2 separate regions of the Mus musculus genome follow, and region 1 is linked to region 2. Evidence: chromatin contacts called from public promoter capture Hi-C data. All regions are on one chromosome and are shown on one strand. The core of a region is the stretch at or near the end of the contact, and the rest is flanking DNA. Distances in the headings are between cores, read along the strand shown.

What was found. Promoter capture Hi-C pulls out the DNA fragments that hold promoters and counts their contacts.
Region 1: a promoter capture Hi-C map of hippocampal neurons shows a contact between it and region 2, with 2.8 times the contacts expected there. The contact joins two enhancer-like sites. A contact is called at or near these places in 9 of 39 promoter capture datasets (the 3T3-L1 cell line, 3T3-L1-derived adipocytes, the HPC-7 cell line and 5 more), 1 of 115 datasets of contacts at active chromatin or transcription factors (astrocytes) and 2 of 9 other capture datasets (embryonic stem cells and embryonic trunk).

What each region holds. Positions count from the first base shown.
Region 1 is chr2:72,424,608-72,429,218 of GRCm38.p6, forward strand. The region is part of intron 16 of Map3k20 (mitogen-activated protein kinase kinase kinase 20); the gene reads left to right. Among named protein-coding and RNA genes, the nearest start is that of Gm39847, 38 kb to the right of the region's middle. Within about 2 kb of position 1,809, at least 45 of the 459 cell types and tissues checked have an H3K27ac peak or open chromatin away from gene starts, as enhancers often do. A contact at or near this core is called in hippocampal neurons, where this site is marked.
Region 2 is chr2:72,037,489-72,041,763 of GRCm38.p6, forward strand. The region is part of intron 3 of Rapgef4 (Rap guanine nucleotide exchange factor (GEF) 4); the gene reads left to right. Among named protein-coding and RNA genes, the nearest start is that of Gm29940, 15 kb to the right of the region's middle. Within about 2 kb of position 1,648, at least 83 of the 459 cell types and tissues checked have an H3K27ac peak or open chromatin away from gene starts, as enhancers often do. A contact at or near this core is called in hippocampal neurons, where this site is marked.

The sequences.
Region 1 (4,611 bases), core at 559-3,058, 390 kb after region 2:
CAGCTTTCAGTTTGACCCAGGCATTCACTTTAAGCATGTCCAGCTTTGACATGTCAACCATACATCCATAAAGTCGTCTTTTAAAAAGAGAAAGAAATGTGAGTTTTAACCAACGGGACAGAAGCAAATGCAGTTTACAGTTGTATAACTCACTGCTGACTTCCAGCTACAGAGTGGAGCAGTGCCCCGTCCAGTGTTGGGTAGCCACCTATAGTGCCAGAGCTGAGCTGGGCAATGTGCCTGCTGATGGATTGACAGCCACTCATACATGCCCAAGTGCCAGGGATTGCCAAACAACCAGAGGAAACAGACACACTATGTGGCATTTCCAGATTTTGGTGGTGTAAATATTCTGCCACAACTGATTGCAAGTTGTCAGCCTGAGGTCACTGAATTTTGTTGTGAAAAGATTCATCTGGGGTGTGTGTGCGCGCGCGTGTGTGTGTGTGTGTGTGTGTGTGTGTGTGTGTGTGTGTGTGTGTAGGGGTGTGTAGAGAGATGACTCAGCAGTTAAGAATACTTGCTGTTTTTTTCAGAGAACCAGGGTTCAATTTCTGACATCTATATGACAGTTCACTCTGTCTGTAACTAAAGTTCCAGGGATGGGGGACTTTTGGGATAGCATTTGAAATGTAAATGAAGAAAATACCTAATTAAAAAAAAAAAGTTCCAGGGCATCTGACACCCTCACAAAGACACACTCAGACAAAACACCAGTGCACATAAAATAAAAATAAATTAATTATCTTTAAAAAAATTTTAAAAAGAAAAAACAATCCACTTGGGAGAGCTGCCTCTAGCACACGATTGGGTCATTTTTAGCCTTCCTTGGGATTATGTATCCCTTTAAAAATAGCCCACAGTGATGTATGTCGCACATGTGAGCAAACACAGGCTTAATACAGACATGTTGGTGCTGGTTTTCAGGATACCAGAGCTCAGGGACCACTCTAGCCTTTTAACCTTTTAGCCATGGTCACCTGACTTCTGAATCAGCACTGACTTATATTGTCTCACACTGACCATATTGTATGAATCAAAAGGCAGGATTTAGATTTGTGAGCAGTGAAAATAGACTTCTGGAGACAGGGATATGAAAATCTAAATCCGTGCCTGTCTTCTGAAACCCTCTGTGGTCACTCTAGTTGACGATTCCTAGACAGCAGGCACAGTTTGGGATCTGGACAGAGGTCTTTGCTTTTAGAAGTTTCTGGGTACCATTGTAAGCTTTGTACTGAGAAGGTCACTTACAGGTTTTGAGAATAACAAACTCCAAAACAGACACATTCGTTACATTAAAATTAAAAGCACTGGAACGCAAGGACACACGACAGCTCTCCCAATCCTGCATGTTAGAATTTGGATTGAAAATGGCTCAAATGGTAAAGAGTGCGTATCTCCGCCCCCAAGTCAGGGCTTTTTCATAAATCTACTGCTCGTCATGGGATAGGAGGACAACTTTACAAGTAGCTACTTTTATATCCTGAGAATCTTGAGTAAAAGTTTAAAGGCAGCAAATGTCTCAGTATTGAAAGGGTCAGATGAGCACTTAGGTAAGCCAGGCCACTGTCTATATTCATTTAGGAACCTAGTCCGACACAGAATATTCTTAATTAATGGGAAATCAATAGCAAAACTAATTATTCATTTTTTTACAAGATAACTATCTTCCAATTCCAAATGCAAAATTTGTAAAGCCCTTTCTAAGCCGTTAACTAATATCCGAACCACCTTAGATACTCAAGCCTAGTGTGTCCTGTGAAAGTGTGTCTCGCTCGGTGTGTCTTACTTCCCGTCATCCCTACGGCCCCTTTTCATACGTAACTCCAATAACAACCCCCCAAAAGGCGATATAACAACCTTATCTCCACTGGTGTCTCCTTGGCACCAGTCTGCCCTGACCTTAGACACCAGCCATTGTTAAGGGTATAACACATTTACATATTTTGCAATAAAACATCAGTTATTTGCATTACTGTGTCAAGTTTTATTTGATTCTTTCACCTAAAAATGACTCATTTTCCTTTCTTGTATTTTAAAAACCAACTACTCTAAGCTTGTTTGAGAATAATCAAAAATTGCCCATTTAGCTAGAAGTCATTTTCTTTTCAAAAGGCAAATGTTATTTAATCTTTCAGCTGCTCATTGTGCCATCATAAATACTTTCTTTTCAGCACAGTTGTGGAGACTGAAATGAGCCCACTAATTGCCTCCCATTTCGACTGACATGTGGTGGTTTAGTGGAAAGAGAACACAGCAGGGAGAAGGAAATAGGAGGCTGAGAAAATGAGAGCTAATTATTTTCACTGCCTCATGTCAGGCTCTGTGTCAGCCTTGTTTTTACAAACTGGAAGGTTTAGCACTAAATAAAACAAACTGGCGTCATGTTTTTATATACTGGCAGTGTCACGGAAGCAGCTGCACATCTCAAAGACAATATAATGCCTGCGTTCGCATGGACACCATCTGACAGACACTGTGAGCCGCGGCTAATGAGGCTATCACAGTGGTGCCAGAGGGAAAGGTGCTGAATTATGTATGATTCTTCATCAGGGCGGCAGTAGTCCTGTACATCATTATGAGACATTGTTTTGCTGAAGAGATTAAAACATTCTTAGTTCCAGACCCTGCAACCTATGCGCGCTGAAAGGAGGTTATTAATGGAATTTTTAGGGAGACTTTCTTGTGGATTTCTTTTGGGTTGGAAAAAACCAATTTCGTGGGACAAAGCCGTGATGGGTCACGACACCGTATAGATAAAGAAGAGAAGCAAATTAACCATACTTGTATTCTCTTCCTTCTAAAGACGGCATAATAAAATACAGCGTGGCGGGGTTATACTTAATGGTAAATAACCCAGGTGCTATCGCAGGACGTGCCACTTGCCTGCCTTTGACACAGCAGGTTCTGGCAGCTGAGCTGGATAATGGTGACACATGTAAAGGAGCCTTCAGAGACCTCCATCAGTAGCATCTCCCTGCTTTGTATACAGCTGTAGCCAATATTATTTTTGTGGGTTTTGTTTTTAATCCGGGATTGCTTCGCAAAAGCCAGTCAGCTGCTATGGCTGCATCTTTCTCTCCCGGCTCTGCTTTTTCAGAAAGTTTATTCTGACCGCTCTAGTTTATATTTTAAAGTACTCCCACAGTTGGTGGTTTTTATATTTCTCCATTTATGGGAAGAGAGGAGCAGGTGGGGGTTGGAGAAGCTAGTGGCTCTAAGACTGAACTTGATGTATCTAGGGCATGGATTCCAGTCCCATGAGGCTGGCTGTAAGATATCTAAGCCTCAGTTTCTTTATCCATAAAATGGGAACCGTGCTCTCTAGAACAGAGTAAGACTATAGGGGTTAGATAACATAAATAGATCTCAAAACCCTGAGGCTGGGCGTATACACGTGACATCGTGAAGTTTAGTCTGTGTGAAGTGAAAGAGAACAGGGGCAGCCTTTGATTGCTATGAAGAGGGCTTGCCTGGGGAAGGGGCTTCTGAAGGACTGTAGATGTCTTGCCTGCTTGGTTGGCTACACAGGTATAGACACTAGTCAAGCTCAGTGACCTGTGCAGCTAAAAGATCTGTGCTTTCATTACATGCAGATTGTTGCTCAATGTGAAAGCCCTTTTTAAAAAAAAATTCCATATTCTTCAGTAAAACTAATCTAGAAAAGCTCATTTGAGGGTCACCTTCCTTCTGAAGGACCCTGAGGTGTTGATGGCTCCAGTTAATTTGGTAGGGGAAAAAAACTGAATATTAAAGAAGAGGAGGGGGAGGGGGAGGGGGAGAAGAATTCCCAGAATTCTTCTGAATTCCCAGAATTTTACAGTTTGATATATTTTGTGCTTTTTAATATCTGGAGTTTTGTTCCTCCTGTTTGGGAAATCTACCACTATCTCAACTATTCTCTTAATTCTCTTCTCTTCCATTTCTTCTTCCCTCCCTCTTTTTATGTAGAGAAAAGGATGTCTGTGTGTGCTGTCATTTCAGCTACTTTGGAACTCCAGGGAACTGTGAGCAGCTCCAAAAGCGTGTAATAGTAAGCTCTCACAAAGAGATACTTAACTTAGCATTAACTGAGTGTTGTTCAGGATTTTATCTCCACAGGGCAAGAATTCTCATTTTAGTTAGCCCATAATCTTAATTCGTAAAATGCTTTCACGTAATTGGTAATCCCGGAACAGTTAGTTGAGATGCTCTGTCTTCCTCCGCCTTTGCTCCCAGAACTGTCCAGTTTATCTTGGTGGCTAATCAGCCAGTAGGATTCTTCTATTTTCCCCATTCCAAATGCAAAACTTGTCCTCTTCCCCCAACAAAATGTCATGTGTCTCCTGCAGACTTCAGAGCGGTGCATCTGCTAGGTAACGGATAGTTTCAAGCATTATGTTTGCTGCCCCCCAAATTCCAGCAGAAACAGCCCCTGTGCTCAGCCCTTCTGCTAAGCTCAGCCTTCCCCCCCCACCCCTCCCGTGGGTCAGCAGGTGTAGGTGATGCTCTCTGTAGAAGTACATCAGGATAACTCTTCCAGCCATGTGCACGTCACCATGGATGAGAACCAAGCTTTGAAATTAAAATCCAGGGTAATCGGGACCTGCCTTGCCTTTGTATGTGCAACAA
Region 2 (4,275 bases), core at 398-2,897:
CACATCAGAGACATGTCTCCCAGCTTCTCAGACAGCCTTCTGGCCTTGGCCCTTCTTTTTGCTATCTTACAGAACTTTGACCAGCCAACAAGGGGGTGTGCCTACAGGCAGCATCCATGTCTAATGGTGTCCGACATGACATGTTCATGTAGGTTTCTGCTTGGCAACAGGCATCTTGTTTAGGAGTAGTCTCTCCAGTTCCCCAGTGACACTTTGTCTGCATCTCCAGGGACATCTTACCCTCAAAACAATACACACAAATAATAGCAATAGTGATGATGATGGTGGTGGTGATTATGATGATGATAGTAAACCTTAAAGTAGGCATATATACCTACTATATTAGACAACAGCACTCAACTCTCTCTCTCTCTCTCTCTCTCTGTGTGTGTGTGTGTGTGTGTGTGTGTGTGTGTGTGTGTACACAAGGCCTTGCTTTTCCCTGCAGATTTTATAGGTGAGGAGAATTTATGGTATAACAAATATTTAAATCCTAGAAACATGTATGCTTTTTTAGCAATTCTGGAAACACCTAAACTAAGGGAAATCTCCAATCATATCAATTCCTAAAGACTGACTGACTTTCATGTTTCAAAATAGAGAATGGTGCTTTATGATGTCACTAAAGCCTGTAACACTCACTGTTATCTTTATTTGATACAAACCCAGCAGCTGGGTTGGGTATGGCTATGCACAGTTAGATACGCTATGAACTGAGGCTAGTGGGTCCTACTCGCTGTATATAAAGCACTTAGTACAAAGCTTTGAATGAGCAGGGTCCCGGTGTTTTCTGCTAACTAATAAAAAGTTGATTGCCTAGACTGGAGAGCTGTTGGCTCCCATACCTGCAATGCTAGCAATGGTCACAAGAGGGCAGTGTTAGAACATGAAAACCAGGAACTGCAGCCCAGTATTTTGAAACTGCAGGAGTTTAAATTTTGTTCAGCCATTTCACTGGAGCAGAGATTCTGGGCTGCACTTGGCCTTGGTCTCCACTTCATTCCACCCCCTCATCTGTCATTGTGCCATTATCTGGCAATTTTTACTCTGGTTTTGAAAAAAAGACCTCTTGCTGTTTTTCTCTCTAAGGTCAAATAGAAAACCTTTAGTCATCCCTGCCTTTGCTTTTACAACACAGATGCCTTTGTTCATTGCAGTTTTGATTATTAAATTTGAAGTACAGCTCTCTCTCCCTTTCTCCCCACCCTCCTTCCCTCCCTCTCTCCCTCTTTCGCTCCCCCCCCTCTGTGTGTTTCCTTCCCTCCCTCCCTCCCTCTCCCCCGCTTCCTCTCCCTGATTCTTTCACTTGGCCACACACTCTGTTCGCTTTCCTTTCAGTGACATCACCATTTTTGGGAGACACTACTTGAACACATTTCTGAACAGTTTTACGAAGCCCAGAAAACGTAAAAGGTGGCAAGCTGGTTGCAGATGGTGTCACTGCTGACTCCCGCCGGAGCTCTGGCTGGGGCTGAGCTATTCATTAGGAATGGATATTTAGTTGACTTGGCATTCTGCACAACTCACCCTACATGTAGTTTTGTTGTTGAGTATTCTTTGTCCGGGTGACACAGTGCTGGCCAGTTCAGCTCTGCACTGGTTAGAAATGCCCGTGCCAGGCCGTGCTCTGCAAGCCAGCCCCAGCGAGCTTGCCTGATGTCCATCGGCTGCCCGACAAGCCGATTCCAGGGACACGCTCTGAAAGGAACCGGCCTTGCCGTTGCCGCTTGCCAGAAAACACATTTGACTTAGAAGTATCTTGCCTTCCTGCTTGGCAGTAAATCCTTTTGACACACGTGCAGTTGGATGCCTTGACAGACTCTGAAATTGGGTTCCATTTGATTTGATTACTTAAAAACGCTTAGAGAACTCAATAAATTCCAGGAGCAAATTCAAGCTCAGGAAGCAAAATGCAAGAGCTTTGAAACCTAGTGGCAAGTATAGGCTGGAAATGAACCCTGTAAAAACATCAGCTTTTAAAGAACTTATGCTTCTGAGTCTACCTATACACGTAAAGATAACCTAACACAAATAAGATTGTTAACTCTTGACTCAATGACACAGAAATGAATAAATTCTGAATAGCTAACAGGTCTGATAACTCTTCAGAATCACAGGATAATTTTTCATTTTCCATGAGTTCATCACAGACACAGCTCATGTCCCCAGATCATCTGCGCAGGCCAGGTTTCAGTGGACCATGATCGTACATTGTGACATGTAACCCTGGCCTTCTTACCACCGTGACCACTTCACAGTGTCCGTATGAACACATGTGAGACAGCTCTGGCGAGAATGTCTGCTTTAAGATGTGAGAACGCCACAATGCAGATGCACAAAGCAGATAAATTAAGAGGTGATTAGTCGCAGTACAAAAGGATTCTTTGATTTACAGCAGGATTGTCAGGAGGGTTTCTTTGAATACAAGCTCCCCCAGAGAGCTCAAGTGTTTTGCAGATCATTCAAACCACTTGACATCCAGACTGGGGGACAGAGAAACTTGGAATTTAAGTGTTGAAAGCCATCATTAGATGAAGCTTAATACAACACGACTATAGAGGTTCTCTGTTGTTTAAATAAAGGCAAAAATATAATTTGCTTTTTAGAAGTGTAGAAAACCTATACATGCGTGGCGATGTGACTGAGTTAGGAATTATATTGTATTATTTTTTATCTATTTAATTCTGGCAAGCTGACTCAGCCAGTAAAGGTGACTGCCACCAAGCCTGGTGACTTCAGTTCAAGTCCTGAAGCCCACACGCTAGAAAAAGAGAACCAACTCTTATAATTTCTCACAATGACCTCGTCGGGCATGCTATGGTATATGTATCACGGTAGCTTTCCCCCCCAATACAGAAATGTTTAAGATGTGTTCTGCTATTAATCTTTTTTAAACATTTATTTATTTATTTAATGTATACAAGTGATCTATCTGCATGTACACCTGCATGCCAGAAGAGATCATGAGGTCCCTTTATAGATGGTCATGAACCACCATGTGCTTGCTGGGAACTGAACTCAGGAACTCAGCCAGTGCTCTTAACTGTTGAGCCATCTCTCCAGCTGCTGATCTTGTTAAAGGCATTGTGACCATTTCACAGAGGTCTGAGAGGAGCCAAAGCCATGGAGGCAGTGTAATCTAGATCTGCCAAGGTTCAGGCCCCTTCCACATCAGCTCTGCCTGACTCTTGTCTCTGTGTGGACCTCCTTTGCCTCTTGTTTGGTGCCTGTCACCACAGGCTGGTTGGCATCCTTTGGTTTGGTCCCAGCATCTAAGATGGCTGTAGTTTTGTGTGGCAAAGACTCAGGCAGGTTTAGAAACTGGTACATGCAGACTGAGGTATACATGTGGACAGGGACTGTGTGGAATAATTGTATGCCAACTTGACACGGGCTGCAGTCGCCTGATAGGAGAGAACTCTGGAGTAAAAGCCTCATAAGATGGGGCTGTAGACAGCCTGTAGGGCATTTTCTTAATTAGTGATTCATGTCCGGAGGACCCAGCCAGTTCTGAGCGGGATCACTCCTGGGCTGGTGGTCCTGGGTTTTATAAGAAAGCAGGCTGAACAAGCCATTAGGAGCAAGTCAGTGAGCAGCAGCCCTCCATGGCCTCTGCAACAGCTCCTGCCCTGTTTGAGTTCCTGCCATGATTGGTTTCCATGATGAATGGTTATAAGGATTTTATGAGTGAAAGACAGCCTTTTCTTCCCAAGTTGCTTTGGGCTGTAGTGTTTTATCAAAGCGTTAACAGCCCTAGGTAAGTCAGGGAGTCAGAAGGCAGGCCCAGCGGGGAGCTGGACTCTACCCAGGTTCACTCGGAACTTTCCCCACAGAATGACTACCTGAGAGCCCTCGGTCTACAGATGTATTGTCAAATAATGCATCGGCAGGAACAGGAAGTCTGCAGCGAGGTAAAGAGACTGAGTAGTTTCTAGTCTCAGTTCTCCCTCTGCCTGTTTTGGATAAGATACTGAGCATCTTAGAGTCTGAATCTGTCTAACTTCTGAGACAGCGATAACAATGATGATAGTGCGGACCACTGTAATAACAGTCCTAACCTCAAAAATCCTACAGGCTTCAAATTCTGAAACTTTTGAGTGCTAGGAATGGAATTTTCTACGTCTGATCCGATATGACAGGTAATTCAGACACAGTTCAGGGAATGGAGTGATCACTTGGTCGATAAAATACCTGCCAGAGAAGCACTAGGACTGAGTTCAGCTCTCCAGTCCCCCAGGCATGGCCACACCATTGGTAGGTTCCAGGAACTGGGAG